Regions from separate parts of the Sus scrofa genome. Here region 2 is linked to region 1. Evidence: chromatin contacts called from public Hi-C data. All regions are on one chromosome and are shown on one strand. Each heading gives the region's core, a stretch centred on a gene start, on an enhancer-like site or on the middle of the called end of the contact. The rest is flanking DNA. Distances are from core to core; before and after follow the strand shown. Region 1 has its middle 86 kb from the start of ZNF281. Region 2 has its middle 63 kb from the start of ZNF281.

Region 1 (3,004 bases), core at 419-2,918:
ACATACTACCTGAGAGCTCTGAGAGTAACAAAGAGAAAAATCCAACTCCAGAAGAAGAAAAAGCAGAAAGGGAACACTTGTCCTCCAGGCAGCCTCAGCCTTTAGGTTCTGTCACTGTGGCTGTAAAAATAGCAACCTCCCTGAGACCATGGCAGGCACAAGGGGCAATCTCATAAAAAGAGCGTTCACTGCCTGGATGGAATGTGTACAGGGCTCCAAATGTTCCTGGGTCAATACCTCGGTCACACTGACAAGTAACAGGACCAGGCTGTTGGACTGACCAGACCAATCAATACCTCTTTAGGTGTCTGCCAATCAGCCATTAGGGAGGAAGACCAGGGGGATTGGTTCAAGTAGCTTCTCAGATGCTCAGGACTCTGCCAACCGTTCTTCCCTAGGTAGGAAGTGGGAGGCAGTGGCTTCATTTCCAGCAGGGCTGGGATGGGGGAGTCCAGATCAGGAAAGCCCTGGGACATGCTCACAACCTCATAGAGGTCGTGGATGACTGTGCCACCTGGGCTGCACAAGTGTCCGTAGGACATTGCCAGAAACCGGTAAGCAGACCACGAGCCCCAGATGGCATCATCTGACCAAAACTCAGCTCTGCGAGCCTCTGAGAGTCAGCAAGGGGGATGTCAGAGCATACGGTTTCCGTCGGAAGTACCGCCCAGAACTCCTCAAGGCAGCGCCTTTCCAGTAGATCAGCTTAAAAGTGAAATCCAAACCTCTTGGGCTGGAGGAAAAGTTGATGAAGGGTTTTTCTTTTCTTTTTTTCTTTCAATACACAACTTATTTTGAACTAAAAATCACAAATTTCTTGCTGAATCTCACATTCTAATCCGCTTCCCAGAATGCCCACCTTCTTCCACTTTACAGATTTTTTTTTAGTCCTAGTATCAAAAATGAGATCACGGAGTTCCCATCGTGGCTCAGTGGTTAACGAATCCGACTAGGAACCATGAGGTTGCAGGTTCGATCCCTGGCCTTGCTCAGTGGGTTAAGGATTCAGTGTTGCTGTGAGCCATGGTGTGGGTTACAGACGTGGCTCAGATCTCGCATTGCTGTGGCTCTGGCATAGGCCAGTGGCTACAGCTCCGATTAGACCCCTAGCCTGGGAACGTCCATATGCTGTGGGAGAGGCCCAAGGAATGGCAAAAAGACAAAAAAAAAAAAAAAAAAAAAGAGATTGCTCTGCCGAAGGTGTGGTCTACACAGGGGAACGTGGAAGGGTTTCAGGTTCAAAATTTTTGTGTGCATGTGGCCCCCCCCCGCCCCCCGGCGGGGAGGAATCCAGCGCTTTCATAATATTGTCCAGAGGGTCTGTGAGCTCCCCTCCCCCACATAAGAAGCATGCGTACAGCCCTGAGACAGCCTGCCGGACAACCCGGCTCTCCTCTCCCTGGGATGTCGTTCCTCCTAAAGCCGAGAGGTGGCAGCATAAACACCAGCCGGCCGCTGTCCCATTTTCCTGACCCCAAAGAACTCTCAAGGGTAAAGTGATAGATCCTGTCAGTAACTTTGCTTTAGCTTGGATAGATCGTGGACATGCGTCCCATCAAACCACACTAAAATATTCTCGGAGGGGGAGAGCAAGATTGAAGGAGCAGTTCTGGACTTTAAGGTCACAGAAATTGAAAGACAACACCTGGTATCCTTTTCTTAGGGAGTCGAGCATCGTGCCAGGAAAGCGCAGAGTTCCGCCCTTGGTTGAATCGAAAGTACCTTCATACTATAAAATTACATACGTAATATCATTTCCCAAGATACGATTAAGAGTTGATTTTACTGCAAAGTAGCACTGTTTTAAGACTATAGACCCTGCCTTAAGAAACTGCTTCTTCAGGAGTTCCCATCGTGGCGCAGTGGTTAACGAATCCGACTAGGAACCATGAGGCTGCGGGTTCGGTCCCTGCCCTTGCTCAGTGGGTTAACGATCCGGCGTTGCCGTGAGCTGTGGTGTAGGTTGCAGATGCGGCCCGCGTTGCTGTGGCTCTGGCGTAGGCTGGGGGCTACAGCTCCGATTCGACCCCTAGCCTGGGAACCTCCATATGCCTCGGGAGCGGCCCAAAGAAAATAGCAAAAAGACAAAAAAAAAAAAAAAAAGAAAGAAAGAAATTGCTTCTTCTGGAGTTCCTGCTGTGGGGCCACTGTCTCCATGGCTGCTCGGATTCCATCCCCGGCCTGGGAACTTCCATTCGCTGCAGGTGCGGCAGAAAAAGAAAAAAAGAAATTGCTTCTTCTAAACAGAAAAAGACTTTAGTTTCTTTGAATTAACACCGAAAGATCTCTTGCCGTTCTTCTATTCCGTGGGGGATTAAAAATAACAGAAAAAGGGGAAGTTGTCTGACGCATATAGATTCAGAGGATTTTTATTTTGATAATTAAGTATCACTTTCATTTTCTGTGAAAGTATGAGAAGCATGGACCTTTACTTACAAATTATTAACCAGATGCACACTGGATAACTTTTTCAACTTTAATCATCTCTAGCTAACTCAAATATAAGCATTTTAAAAAGAAAATACTGGGTCTTAATATAGCTGAGTACAGTGAAATTTCCCAGGCTTAACATTTATTTAATGGTATATATGATGTGATACTAGTAATTCTTAGTGATGAAATGAAGCCTGAGCTTCTATCTTTTTTTTGGGAGGGAGGGCTTTCCCCGAGCATTTTATTATGAAAAATTTCAAACATTACAGAAAAAAAAACCCAAAACGGTACAGTGAACACCCACCCTCCCACCATCCCCGTTCTGCCATCAACACTGCCAAACTTTATCACACATCTGTCCTTGACCCACGTGGTCATCTTACATTTTCTTCTTTCTTTATCTCTCTCTCTCTTTCTTTCTTTCTTTTTTTTTTTTTTTTGTCTTTTGTCTGCACTTCTATCTCATAAAGCAAAAATTTGGTGGGCTGAGATGAAATTTATTTTGCCTACCATTTCTATTCTTTTTTCTTTGTTTCTCTCTCTCTTTTTTTTTTTTTTTTTTTTTGTATTT
Region 2 (3,262 bases), core at 348-2,847, 150 kb before region 1:
GCATTGCTGTGAGCCATATGGTAGGTTGCAGACGCAGCTCGGATCCTGCATTGCCGTGGCTGTGGCAATGTACACCTGTGATTGGACCCCTAGCCTGGGAACTTCCATATGCCATGGGCGCAGCTCTAAAAAAACCTCAAACAAACATGTACTAACCTGGAACAGAAAGAAAGCTTCTATTTGGGCTCTTGATTATCCAAAGAATGCACTAAAGATTTTTGGTAAGAGCAGTGAAACATGCCAGTATATTAGACAGAGCAGCGCTGGTACCATGGGGTCTGTGAGGCTTGACTCCCCCGCAGAGAGCACCCATCCGGAGAGGCTCCCATGCCCTTTTGTCCTTCCTGAGAACCCCTCGGGGTTATTTTTTTTGGAGGCTGCATCGACAAAACGTCTACCCATGTATCCTTTCCTTTGGAGACAGCGGCGTTTATTCTTTTCAGCAAGTGTTTAGAGGAAAGTGTGGATGCTTATTAATCTGTTTCTTGTCTTACGAACGTGCGTTCGCGTGATTGGGGGCAAAACCGCGTATCTGACAGGTCTCAATGTCATCAACGTGGCAGGAGAGATTGTTACACTGAACAGATCTGTTTGGCGCTGTTATTCTTGGTAATTACCTTCATTAAGCAAAGCATGTGTCAATCAACTTTGAACTTTAAACACACCAGTAATTTGCAGGAAAAAGGCATTTCTATTTCCTACAGGCACATGTGTGCTTGAAGATGAGTATGCAAGGAGTAAGTATATAAGATGCTGTATTAGAAAAATATTTCTATAGCTTTCTAAATATATCATTTCACCCTGGTTTGCATTTGATAACTTTAAATATAAAGTGCATGACCATGCCAAAGAATTATGTCATCAGAATAGGTTTAATAAATAGCTAACTCCTGCACTAGTGAGAACAGATTGTTTTTATTTTATTTATTTTATTTTATTTTTAGGGCCGCACCCTCCACATGTAGAAGTTCCTGGGCTAGGGTTCCAGTTGGTGCTGCATCTGCCAGCCTATTCCACAGCCACAGCAACGCAGGATTTGAGCCTCATCTGTGACCTACACCACAGCTCAGGACAACACTGGATCTTTAACCCACTGAATGAAGCCAGGGATTGAACTCTCCTCCTCATGGATACTAGCTGTTGGTTACCGCTGAGCACAACGGGAACTCCAACAGATCGCTTTTAAATGAAGAAAGCTCCTCCCTGAATTTCTGCAATTAAAGAATACATTTACATTAATTTTAACAACCACTGGTCCCTCGGGACGGCAATTTGAACACACGTTCACTCCGCTGCTCCATCCAGTTGGGAAGCCACAGACGGTGAGTTAAGACTTCTGGATTTGATGAGACCTCCCCTGGGTCAGGCTCTGTGGCCAAAGCAGAGAACATGCGGAGAAAGGACCCTCAACTTTAACAGTCTGGGCACCGACAGTTGTCACTGATGCCCTCTCCCCCGTGTGACATCCGCCCCTGCCCATTTAGTCATCCGCCTCCCTGCCACGTGCCCAGAGTCTCAGGCTAATGGGATGGTTAAGGGGCCAGAGGAGGATCTGGGAAGGAAAGATGAAAAAAGCGCCGCAGATCCCTTTCCTGCTTCTGGATCGGCCGGTTACGGCCACCAGGGGGCGATCAGGGACAGAGAGAGGATGAGGCAGGGCGGGGCGGGAGCTCGAGTTCGCGTCAGCAACCTTGCCTTCCCCTCCAGGGGCTGGGAGCCCTGACCCAGGCCAAAGAGGATGCCTGGGCTGCGGGGACCCTCCCTACCAGGGTCGGGGTCGGAGGGACCAGACGGCTCTCAGCCCATCCTCACCCAGCCCCTCCCGCTCCCCTCCCCAGGCCAGAGCTACCTGGTTCCTCATCCCCTCCCCTCCTGCTCCTCCGCCACCTCTGGCCAGGCCTTGCCCTGCTGTCCCCTCTCCGTCTTTTGTCAAAGTCACCCCCACAGACCCACTCTGTCCCTTCAGAAACCGAGCCCCTGCCTGTGCCCTGGCAGGACCCGCCGTTCACCACAGCATCACTCAAGCCTGGGGCTGCGGGTGGCTCACTCCAGCAGGTGGGCTGTTTGTGCAGCTGTGTGCGTGTGCATCCCAAGTGCCCCAGTTCCTTGAGCAACTCGGGGAACAGTGTCCAGTAAATCCTGTTTGTATTTATTGATTTACTTCCTTGCTTTTAGGGCCTCACGGGCAGCGTATAGCAGTTCCCAGGCTAGGGGTCGAATCTGATCTACATCTTCCAGCCTACACCACAGCAACACGGGATCCCAGCTGCATCTGTGATCTATACCACAGCTTACTGTGATGCCGGATCCTTAACCCACTGAACAAGACCAGGGATTGAACCCGCTGGATACTATGGATACGAGTCAGGTTTGTTTCCGTTGAGCCATGACAGGCACTCCAGTAAATCTCTTGAATAAATGAGCATTTCCACATTCCCAGGATCCAGCAGGACAGGGTGGGCTTCACCAGAGGGCCTCTCCTGAGGCTTTGCCATTTCTGATGGGGTCAGAGATGGGGGCCATGAATGCATGTGGGCATGACCTGCCACCTGGCACAGGGGTCTGATGGGCCCCCAGGAGGAAGGCTTCGCCCACCATCCCTAGATGCAAACCCTTCGATGAGTTCCCGGCGGGCACCCTGGAGGTGGTGACCCTCTGAGCTTCATCCTCTTCCTGGCTTCGACCTCATGAGGTACTCCGAGGAGGCGCTGCTCCCTCAGACCTCTCAGAGGGCCTCTGGGAGGGGGCCTTGCCAGAAAAGAATTGATGAAGGCACCCCCTGCTCGTGGAAAACCCCTCCAAGTCCTCCTGGACGTGAGTAGCTGAGGTAGATCAGGAGGCTTCTGGAGTGATGCGAGAAAACTTGACTCTGGGGAGCAGACCTGGAGAGGGGAGGTTGCACACGGGGACATTTGGGGGAGAAGGTCCTCCTGGCCCTTGTGTGGGACTGCATGTAGGGGGCTGGGTGGCTGGGGGTGGGGTGTCACTTGGGACTGGAGTTGACCCTGGACTTCAGAGGAGGGTCTTTAACACCAAAGCCCCCAGGAGTTCCCTGGTGGCCTAGTGGTTAAGGAGCTGGTGTTGTCACTGCTGTGGCTCAGGTTCGATCCCTGGCCCAGGAACCTCTTCGTGACACAGGCATGGCCACCCCCCCAAACCCCCACACCCCTTACCTTCTCCATAAAGACAGAAACTCCACAAGTTGCTGGAATTCACAGATTTAACGTGGGCAAGTCAGTGGTTTCAGGTGTGTTTGCAGAGT

Evidence for each region. A called contact is a pair of places that touch in the nucleus more often than the background predicts.
Region 2: a Hi-C map of fetal liver shows a contact between it and region 1, with 3 times the contacts expected there. The contact joins two enhancer-like sites. A contact is called at or near these places in 3 of 5 promoter capture datasets (fetal liver, liver and skeletal muscle), 31 of 47 Hi-C or Micro-C datasets (adipose tissue, alveolar macrophages, blood and 16 more) and 2 of 2 datasets of contacts at active chromatin or transcription factors (alveolar macrophages and skeletal muscle).

The regions. Positions count from the first base shown.
Region 1 is chr10:22,951,900-22,954,903 of Sscrofa11.1, reverse strand. No RefSeq gene overlaps it. Among named protein-coding and RNA genes, the nearest start is that of ZNF281, 86 kb to the left of the region's middle. Within about 2 kb of position 1,668, at least 16 of the 83 cell types and tissues checked have an H3K27ac peak or open chromatin away from gene starts, as enhancers often do. A contact at or near this core is called in adipose tissue and fetal liver, where this site is marked.
Region 2 is chr10:23,100,271-23,103,532 of Sscrofa11.1, reverse strand. No RefSeq gene overlaps it. Among named protein-coding and RNA genes, the nearest start is that of ZNF281, 63 kb to the right of the region's middle. Within about 2 kb of position 1,597, at least 12 of the 83 cell types and tissues checked have an H3K27ac peak or open chromatin away from gene starts, as enhancers often do. A contact at or near this core is called in adipose tissue and fetal liver, where this site is marked.